2 separate regions of the Canis lupus genome follow, and region 2 is linked to region 1. Evidence: chromatin contacts called from public Hi-C data. All regions are on one chromosome and are shown on one strand. Each heading gives the region's core, a stretch centred on a gene start, on an enhancer-like site or on the middle of the called end of the contact. The rest is flanking DNA. Distances are from core to core; before and after follow the strand shown.

Region 1 (4,954 bases), core at 412-2,911:
CTTTGAAAGCCACGAAGCCAATCGAAAGAAGTGCTGTTAAATAAGGCCCAATCATTTTAAAGGATTGTGTTCACTATTTAAGTCCCCACTACTCAGTTGGTAAAGCGGCCTGCTCTTGATTTCAGCTTGGTTCCTGGTCTCGGGGTTCTGGGATCGAGCCCCGCGGCAGGCGAGGAGTCTGCTTCAGGATTCTCTCTCCCTCTGCCCTTCCTCAAATAAATAAATGAATCTTCTTTAACAATTAAAACAAAAATTCCCACCGAAGCATTCCAACCACTCATACATTCCAGCTGTTAGCATTTGTTGAGGACTTCTGGCGTTCCAGGTGCTGTTCTAGATTCTGAGAAGACAAATACGGTCAAGATTTGAGGTCAGAGGACACTGACCCAGGGTACCACTGAAGCAAGGACAGAGGCGTGAAGGCTTTGGCCCCGGGGTGGCAGGTGGTGGGCAGAGGGAGCCGGGGATGGAACAGAAAAGGACCCTTCCCGGACTTGATTGTGGGGAGGGAGGCTCCTGGCGGGCTTAGCATTGCGGGAAGGTCCTTCTGGCCACAGTTGAGAAGGGGCTTTTGTTACAAGCTTCTGGTGGCGAGGGATGCAACCGCCTGGGGTGAGGAGGTGTGAACAGGGGAGCACAGCCCGGTACTCCCCCCACATGCCAGAAGCTTCCTCGCCTCCAAGCTGTCCTGAGCAAAGGCGCCCCAGTGAGAGCCGCTGTCTCAGAGCCGCAGGCCATCGAGCCTTGGAAGGGCCCAGGCCTGGAGTCGGAGGGGCTGGGTCCGCATTCTGCTCCTGCCACTTAGGAGTGAGGGGACCTGGGGCAAATTGCTCAGCCTCCCGGGGGCGGCTGCCCCCAGGAAGGTGTGCTACTGCACCGCGCCCGGCCGGGGACTGCGGCACCTGCTGTCCTCGGGCTCATGGGCCTGGGCCCGGGGCCCCACGTGAGCGGGCGGGAGAGCCTGTGGCAGAGAAGCCGGGGAGGGACGGGATGGGGGTCCCCGCGTTGGGGGAGCGCAGCGCGGGTGCAGGCAGCCTAGGAGAGCCATAATCAAGGCAGGGAACAGGTGTGTGGGAGCGGCGGGGCACAGGAGGACAGCAGGTCGCCCGAGTGGCGGCATGGGCTGGGTTTGGCTTTAGAGAGCCGCGGGGATGGGGACGCGCTGGGGACAAGGAATGCTTGTCCTCCCCCTGCCCTGCTTGTGGTCTCATTCTGCTCCGACTCAGCCGGAGGGAGCCGAGGACAGGGGCGTCCTGGGGCCAGTCGGTGCCCCCACGCAGCCCATCTCACCAGCACTGCTTCCTTCTGTCACTGACGTCTCACAGGGAATCTCAGCCTGGCGAGGATTTGGCCCTCAGGGGACAGTCGCGATGCCTGGGGCCATTTCGGCTTGTCGCGCCCCCAGGGTGCTACCGCGCCTTGGTCGGTAGAAGCCGCGGGCACACGGGACAGCACTCCTCGCTGCGTCCCCGCCGGGAGAATCACCTGGCCCCCCGTGTCACCAGCGCAAGGTCGAGCGACCCGGACGAAAGAAATATTTCCTGCGAAGCCACCGAGCGCCCGCATCGGGGTCGGGGTCGTGGGCGCGGGAGGGCGGTGCGGATCAGCCAGGGCGTGCAGCCCGACGGGGGCCACCAGGGGGAGACAGAGTGGGCGCCCAGGCGGGGACGGCAGAGCCCGGGAGAGGAGGCGCCGCGCGGGGGGCGGGCCGCGGGATCGAGGGCAGAGCGACGGGACGCAGCAGCGCGGGGACCGGGGGCTTGCTGGGCGACAGAGGCCCGGCGCGTGTGCGGACTGGCGGTGACAGAGCAGCAGAGGCATTCGGAGGCCGCCCACCGGGGGACCCTGGAGACGGGCCGGAGAGTACAGCCGGGGGCGGGGCCGGGGGCGGGGCCGGACCGGGGCCGGAGAGTACAGCCGGGGGCGGGGCCGGGGCGGGGCCGGGGCGGGGCCAGAGTACAGCCAGGGCCGGGGGCGGGGCCGGGGGCGGGGCCGGGGGCGGGGCCGGAGAGTACAGCCGGGGCCGGGGCGGGGCCGGGGCGGAGCCAGAGAGTACAGCCAGGTCCGGGGGCGGGGGCGGGGCCGGAGAGTACAGCCGGGGGCGGGGTCGGTGAATACCGCGGGGCCCAGGGGGAGGGGGACGGGGCCGGGGGCCGGGTCGGAGCCGGGGGCCGGGGGGCCGGTGAGTACAGCCGGGGGCCCGCCGCACAGCGCACAGGATGGGCTTTTACAGATTCCGGCCGAAGGTGTGCGGAGAGGTCCCGCGAAGGCGCTGAGCCCGGGCGGTGAATGGGGCCGCTCGGACCCGGACCCGCCCCCGGACGCCGCGGCCACGCCCTCCAGCTCTGCTGTGCCGGCCCGCGCTGAGCCAGGCCACCTCGGTAAAAAGAAATCAGGAAATGACTTTTCTCCTACTACTACGCGGATGAACCTGGAAAACATGATGTTGGAGCGCCTGGGGGCTCCGTGGTTGAGCGTCTGCCTTCCGCTCAGGGCGTGATCCCGGGGTCCTGGGTTCGAGTCCCACCTTGGGCTGCTGTAGGGAGCCTGCTTCTCCCTCTGCCTGTGTCTCTGCCCGTCTGTGTCTCTAGTAAAGAAATAAAATCTTAAAAAAGAAAAAGAAACATGATGTCAACTGAAAGAAGCCACATACAAAAGACCATAAGTGATCTGAGTGCGTTTGCACGAAACATCCAGAGAGCCGGCGAGGAGACAGGGAGAGGCTGGTGGCTGCCAGGGGCTGGGAGCAGGGGGCCCAAGGACTGCTGGCAGGGACCGGGGCTTCTTTCCGTGGAGGTGGAAATACTCTCGAACCACTCTGGTGATGGTTAACCCCGGGCATATACTAAAAATCACTGACTTGAACACTTCACACGGGTGAACTGTACGGCATGTGGATAATAGCTCCATAAAATGGTTCTATCCCTTTAGCTGACAGACTCACACCATTACAGCATCAAGTTCTGATAAACACTGTATAAACTAAGAAACAAAAGACACTTCGTTTGACGATACCCATTTTATTTTATTTGAGAGAAAGAGTAAGTGAGAGAGACAGAGCACAAGCAGCGGGAGGGGGAGAAGCAGGCTCCCCACTGAACAGGGAGCTGGACGAGGGGCTCGATCCTAGGACTCCAGCATCATAACCCCAGCCGAAGGCAGCTGCCTAACCGACCAAGCCACCCAGGTGCCCCATGATGATAGCTATTTTAAATGAAAACTTAAATCTTTGGTGAAACATGACTGTGGTTTTATCTAACCCCAGAGAGGTGGCGCTTTTCAGAATCGCCTGTGGAGAGTTTTCAAACCACCCATGCCCCAACTTGGCCCCAGCAAAGCACCCCTCCACTGACCCTGGAGTCCCCCCAGTTGTGAATCGCTGCCCTGGACAAATTCCCTGATAATGAGGGACCAGATTCAAAAACTCATCGTTACCATTGTTCTGTAAGATTGTTCTGGAAGGTCTAGCCAGGGTGACATAAATCAGAGGCAGAGAAATGAGGTATAATTATTCTAGAGGGGTGTGTGAATCATTGTTTGGCTAGCCTGATTTCTAGACCTAAAAAAGCCCAAAGAACGCCCGAAAAAGCTATTCCAACCCAGCAGAAACTTCCATTACACTGCTGGATACTAAATACACAGAAACCAACCACCTTTCTATGTACCTACAGTAGTCCTTTGGAAATTAGAATTGAAACAAAGTCCTTTCACAAAAGCAACAAACTCTCAAATATCTAGCAATAAGCTTGATGTAAAAAGTGCAGGAGCCTGTCTGAAAATTCCTTAGCTTTCCCAAGAGCCAACAAGAAGACATGAGATGTGCCCAGCTCCCGGAGCGGGAGACCGTATCTCGCAAAGTTGTTCAGCCTTCCTGGATTGATTTGTTGGCTTGATGTGATTCCAAGCAAAATACTTATGATAAATAGTGAATGAGAAAAAAAAATAGCTAAAATCCACACATACAAAGATCGGTGCAGTTTACTGTGCGTCAAGTTTATTGCAAAGAAAACCACCGTTAACAAATACGGATCACTAGTTAGTGGCACGCTTGGCGACATACTTAGAGACGTGCTCACAGAGGTGTGCAATTTACTGCGAAACGCGTCAAAGAAGAAGATGGATTGATTGGTGGATACAGGGATGGACACAGGGATACATATGTGACAAAGGAAACCTGGTAAAATGGCAATGGTAGCATCTAGGTGGTAAGGATTCACGTGTCAGCTGTAAACTTTTTTTTTTTTTTTTAAAGATTTTATTTATTTTTTTTTTTTAAACTTTTTTTTTTTATTTATTTATGATAGGCACACAGTGAGAGAGAGAGAGAGGCAGAGACACAGGCAGAGGGAGAAGCAGGCTCCATGCACCGGGAGCCCGATGTGGGATTCGATCCCGGGTCTCCAGGATCGCGCCCCGGGCCAAAGGCAGGCGCCAAACCGCTGCGCCACCCAGGGATCCCAGCTGTAAACTTTTTTCAACCTTGTTGAATATTTGGAAATGTTCACAATAAAACTTTGGGGGAAATACAGAGTAAAGAATAATAAAACCCAGAAAGCATACATAGTATGAGTCCAGTTTTATTTGTTTATTAAAAGATTTTATTTATTTATTCATGACAGATACAGAGAGAAAGAGAGTAAAGCAGAGACACAGGCAGAGGGAGAAGCAGGCTCCATGTAGGGACCCCGACGTGGGACTTGATCCTGGGTCCCCAGGATCACACCCTGGGCTGAAGGTGGCACCAAACCACCGAGCCACCATGGCTGCCCCTGAGTCCAGTTTTATTTTTTTTTAAATACATGGAATAGTTTTTTTTTTTTAACATTTTATTTATTTATTCATAGAGACACAGAGACAGAGGCAGAGACACAGGCAGAGGGAGAAGCAGGCTCCATGCAGGGAGCCTGATGTGGACTCGATCCGGGATCTCCGGGATCACGCCCTGGCTGGAGGC
Region 2 (4,776 bases), core at 1,575-4,074, 160 kb after region 1:
GTGTTCCTTTGCTATTCTTAACTTTTAAAATTGTTATCCTCTCTCTACCATGTTCATGAGGACCCTTGTGAGGACACTGGACCCTCCGCATATGCCAGGGTCATCTGCCACGTCAGGAGCCGTGCGCTAAGCACAGCTGCCAAGTCCCTTTTGCCATGTGAGGTGACCTGTGGACGTCTTTGCGGGGTCACCACGCAGCTGGCCACGGAAGCTCTCATGTTAGAAGGGCCTGTTCCTTTGTTCTAATGTGTGGGCCTTTGTCATGCATCACAATGTTTGCTTTCAGACAAGTGATCACTGTCCTCTCACTTTTTTTTTAATGAATGTTTTATTGGTGTTCAATTTGCCAACATACAGAATGACACCCAGTGCTCATCCCGTCCAGTGCCCCCCTCAGTGCCCGCCAGCCAGTCACCCCCACCCCCGCCCTCCTCCCCTTCCACCACCCCTAGTTCGTTTCCTCTGTCCTCTCACTTTGGAACGAGGTTTGCCCGCAGCGAAGTCCGAAGGCAGAGGCTGCGCGTCTCGGGGCGTTTGGAAGCGCGCGCCGGGGCCTGCGGCTGGAGGCCCAGGGCCTTCTGGAATCTGCTCTTCCTCCTTCCCACACGCAGACGCCCCGGCCAGATTGCTGTTCCTGCCCTGCAATTGTAGGCAGATTCCCCTGGGAAATGAGCATAAATGGTTTCATCGCAGTGGAATTAGTTTAAGGGAAGCGCTTCACAGCACCGGCTAATCGGCCCGTGTGACGGCGTCGCTGCGCGCGGGCACCGACCCGGGAAGAGCTCGCCGCTCCGCGGGGTGGCTCGGAGCCCTCGACGTGCCGCCCGCGGGCCTGGGTCCGGGAAGGGCCGCGGCGAGGCCCCGGCCGCTCCCCCGCGCCGTCCGGGCGCCCTGGGCGCGGTGGCCGGCGGCCGCGGGGGACAACGTAGGCCTCTGGCAGCCTGCGAGGCCGGAACCGAGGCGCCCGGAGCGAAAAGGCCGCGCCGCAGCTACGTGGCCTCCACCGCCGGAGGGGGAGCCCCGGGGCCACGGGGCGGGGGGGGGGGGGGCGAGGCTCTCGGAGGCGCCAGCGCTGCGGGCTCTGCGGGCTGGGCCCCCCCCCCCCCCCCCCCCGCCTGCACACAGCTGTACTGCGCCTGCGCGGAGGCCCCTCCAGGCCGCGGCCCGGGTTAGCCCTCCCCCGAGAGGTGGCGGTGCCGGGGCCACGACGGCAGCTCCGAATGGCTGCGGCGGGCGGGACTGCATGCCCTTGGGGTCCGCACCGTCACTCGGCCGCTCCTCTTTCCTTCAAGATGTTATCCGTGTATCTGAGCGAGAGCACAGACGCACAGGGAGAAGCTCGTAAAAATCGAAATTGGTGCAAAAGGTCACAGCGAGCAAACGCTCACGTCTGAAAACCACACGCGGGCTGCTGTTTGCCGACCCCGCGCTGCCGGGCCGGGGACACGCATCCCCAGGCAGCCAGGGCGCGTGCGCCCGCTCGTCCCTGCGGCTGCGCCCGTGCGGCCTAAGGCGGGTGCGAACAGGCTGGCCGCGCCGCTCCACGGAGAGCTACGCGTGCGTGTGAGCGCACACTATGACTTTGCCCCCTGCCCCAAAATATCGGAGGATGTTTTCATAAGCATATGTCGGGGCCGCGGCCTTCCCCGTGCAGATCCCTCCCGCAAGTCTCGCGAGGCGCCGGCGCCGGGCGCTAGGAGTCCTGCCCGCCGCCGCCCACTTCACAGGGGGGAAAAGCAAGGCCGGCAGAGGCACGGGGCACAGGCCTGCGAGTGTGATGCGCCCACGGATGACCTCGGGCTGCGGCGCTGCTTTCGGCTGAGGACATTCGGGGACGGTTTTGCTTCTGGCTTAGCGCTACGCGGGCGTCGGGGAGGTAGATCCAGCCCGCCTCTCTGCCTGCGGGCCTCGACGTGATGTGAGCTACGCTGGGCACAACTGGATCGCGCTCCGGAGGGGCTCAGGGAGCTAGCGCAGGGCGGGGCGAGGAGCCAGGAGGACCCGGCCTGCCGCCCCCCCCCCCCCCGGGCGTGCCAGCGTGGGGGGGTGACTGTTGTCAGGGCTGTCGGGGAAATGGGCACAGCCCAGCCGCCTCCCCCTGTCAGCAGGCTGCTGCGAGGGTCAGGTGACCTGCAGCGGACCAGTGGGCCCGTTCGCGGAGTACCTGGCGTTAACACAAGGCGGCTTGAAAATGGCTTAAAACCCCCACCATGTAATTAATGCGTTTCCATGTCTATGCAGACTCCCCTTCTACCTCGGTGCCCGGCCACCAGGTTCGCCTCCTCGGACAGAAGGACCCCTCAGTTTCCTCCGCACCCGTTCCAGAATAATGTGCGAATGTCTACAATACTTCCACCTGCCTGAACGACTACACTTAAGGGGTTCCAAATGAAGCAGACTTAGGGTCTATGGTGAACTCTTAAAAATGGCTGGGAAATGGAACATTTTTAAAAAGGATGTTATTTATTTATTCATGAGACACACACAGAGAGGCAGAGACACAGGCAGAGGGAGAAGCAGGCTCCATGCGAGGAGCCCGACGTGGGACTCGATCCCCGACCCTGGAGTCACGCCCTGAGCCGAAGGCAGAGGCTCAACCGCTGAGCCCCCCAGGCGTCCCGGGAAATGGAACATTTTTGGCATCGAATTATACTCAAAGTAATTTGAGGCCAAGCCTGGTCCACCCCCGCGCTCCCCGTGTTGGGCCCCGCGCGCGGTGGGATGAGGAGCGGCAGCTCCAGCCTGTGGCCACCAGATGGCAGTAGCGCTCTGCTCCCAGAGCGGCCGCCGCCGCCGAGGTCCCAGCCGCCGCTCCAAGGGATACAGTGCGGGAAGCTGTGGAGAAAATAGAAGGCGCCACTAAGGAGAGATTAAAGCTCAAAGGTTGCAGCACAGGTATTTGCAGAATGCTTTCGTGACGGGTGGCAACGGCTAGGGAATTTATACGGAAGAGAGATGGAGACCGACCAGCGGCCGACGAAACATTAACACCAGTTTTGGGCTGGCTTCTTCTTTCCTAAAGATTTTTAGGAGCAGAATAATCTAGGAGGACTGGGAATTGTTCTCTTGGGGTTTTGCAATTAAGATTTGAGAATCTTCAAGTAATGAAATCTGCATTAAAAAGCAGCCAGAGGGGATCCCTGGGTGGCGCAGCGGTTTGGCGCCTGCCTTTGGCCCAGGGCGTGATCCTGGAGACCCGGGATCGAATCCCACATCAGGCTCCCGGTGGGTGCATGGAGCCTGCTTCTCCCTCTGCCTGTGTCTCTGCCTCTCTGTCTCTCTGTGTGACTATCATAAATAAAAAAAAAAAAAAAAAAAAAAAAAAAAAAAGCAGCCAGAAGGGACGCCTGGGTGGCTCAGCGACTGGGTGCCTGCCTTGGGCCCAGGTTGTGACCCTGGGATCTGGGATCCAGTCCTGCATCCGGTTCCTCGCAGGGAACCTGCTCCTCCCTCTGCCTGTGTCTCTGCCTCTCTCTGTGTCTCTCATGAATACATAAATAATATCTTTAAAAAAAACAGCCAAAAATATTTCTTCCATGATTATTGTGTCTACTTGAGTGTTTTTTTTTTTTTTAATTTATGATAGTCACACAGAGAGAGAGAGAGGCAGAGACACAGGCAGAGGGAGAAGCAGGCTCCATGCACTGGGAGCCCGACGTGGGATTCGATCCCGGGTCTCCAGGATCGCGCCCTGGGCCAAAGGCAGGCGCCAAACCGCTGCGCCACCCAGGGATCCCTACTTGAGTGTTTTTAAGAAAACAAGCAAAGACTGTTCCCTGTTACAAAAGTAATACACCTTAATGGTAGAAAAATTAGAAAATGTAACCAAGCTAAAAAGAAGAAAAATGTAAAACACACCCGAATCCTGCTAGGCAGTGAAATCCCACGGGTGGTTGAGACTTCAGTGGATTTCTTACCTGTTTTCTATGTTCACATGTAAAGATATTCTCATAAATGAAATCTAGTACATCGTCGGGGCAGCAAACTTTACCCTTCTTCCCTTCTGGGTTCTCTGGCGAGTCTAATAATGAAATTGACAGAAGACAGATTAACAGGAGAAAAATTTAATTGTGTCCGTATGGGAGCCCACAGAACTATGAGACCCCAAGAAGTGAGCACAGCAAGCTTTTAGACAAAGAAAGCATAAATCGGGGAACAAGTGACCGAAGCCGAGGCTTGGGGTAGCACATCAGTCTTTCCTTCCCCAATGGAGAGCAGAGAGACTATATCTCAATTCTTTCTTTCTTTGTTAAAGATTTTATTTATGTATTCATGAGAGACACAGAGAGAGAGAGAGAGAGAGAGATAGGCAGAGACACAGGCAGAGGGAAAAGCAGGCTCTCCGCGGGGGGCCGATGTGGGACTGGATCCCGGGACGCCAGGGTCACAACCTAAGCCAGTGGCAGATGCTAAACCACTGAGCCACCCAGGCGCCCCCTAACTACTTTTTTCCTGAGTTTTGTACCCAAGACACAGCAAACATTCTTAAAACAAAAACTATAAAGAGCTCTGGGTCTATTTGTATGTCTGTATGTCTCTATGTCTGTGTGGGTGTGCTCTAGATGTGTGATATTTTTCTACCTCTGGATGGTATTGCCGAAACTAATTTGCAAAGAGCTCTATTTAATTGGCTTCAAGAAAATTAAGTGTTTCTATAAATCAAGTATACTCTCAGAAATGTAGAAAGGAACCTAAATGTTTTTTTCAAGTTCACATGACCTGCGATGATCTTCAATAAATACAAAATAAATTTGTTGGTTTAATAGAAGTATTTCT

Evidence for each region. Hi-C and Micro-C count contacts between places; a contact is called where the count stands out from the background.
Region 2: a contact with region 1 is called in a Hi-C map of skin fibroblasts, with 2.3 times the contacts expected there. The contact joins two enhancer-like sites. A contact is called at or near these places in 2 of 9 Hi-C or Micro-C datasets (blood and skin fibroblasts).

Annotation. Positions count from the first base shown.
Region 1 is chrX:6,650,935-6,655,888 of UU_Cfam_GSD_1.0, forward strand. No RefSeq gene overlaps it. Among named protein-coding and RNA genes, the nearest start is that of WWC3, 26 kb to the right of the region's middle. Within about 2 kb of position 1,662, at least 9 of the 20 cell types and tissues checked have an H3K27ac peak or open chromatin away from gene starts, as enhancers often do.
Region 2 is chrX:6,805,512-6,810,287 of UU_Cfam_GSD_1.0, forward strand. LOC111094805 (a long non-coding RNA gene) reads right to left here. Exons shown (of 3, transcript XR_005385894.1): 2 at 3,918-4,021; 3 at 2,400-2,835. Among named protein-coding and RNA genes, the nearest start is that of CLCN4, 8.0 kb to the right of the region's middle. Within about 2 kb of position 2,825, at least 2 of the 20 cell types and tissues checked have an H3K27ac peak or open chromatin away from gene starts, as enhancers often do.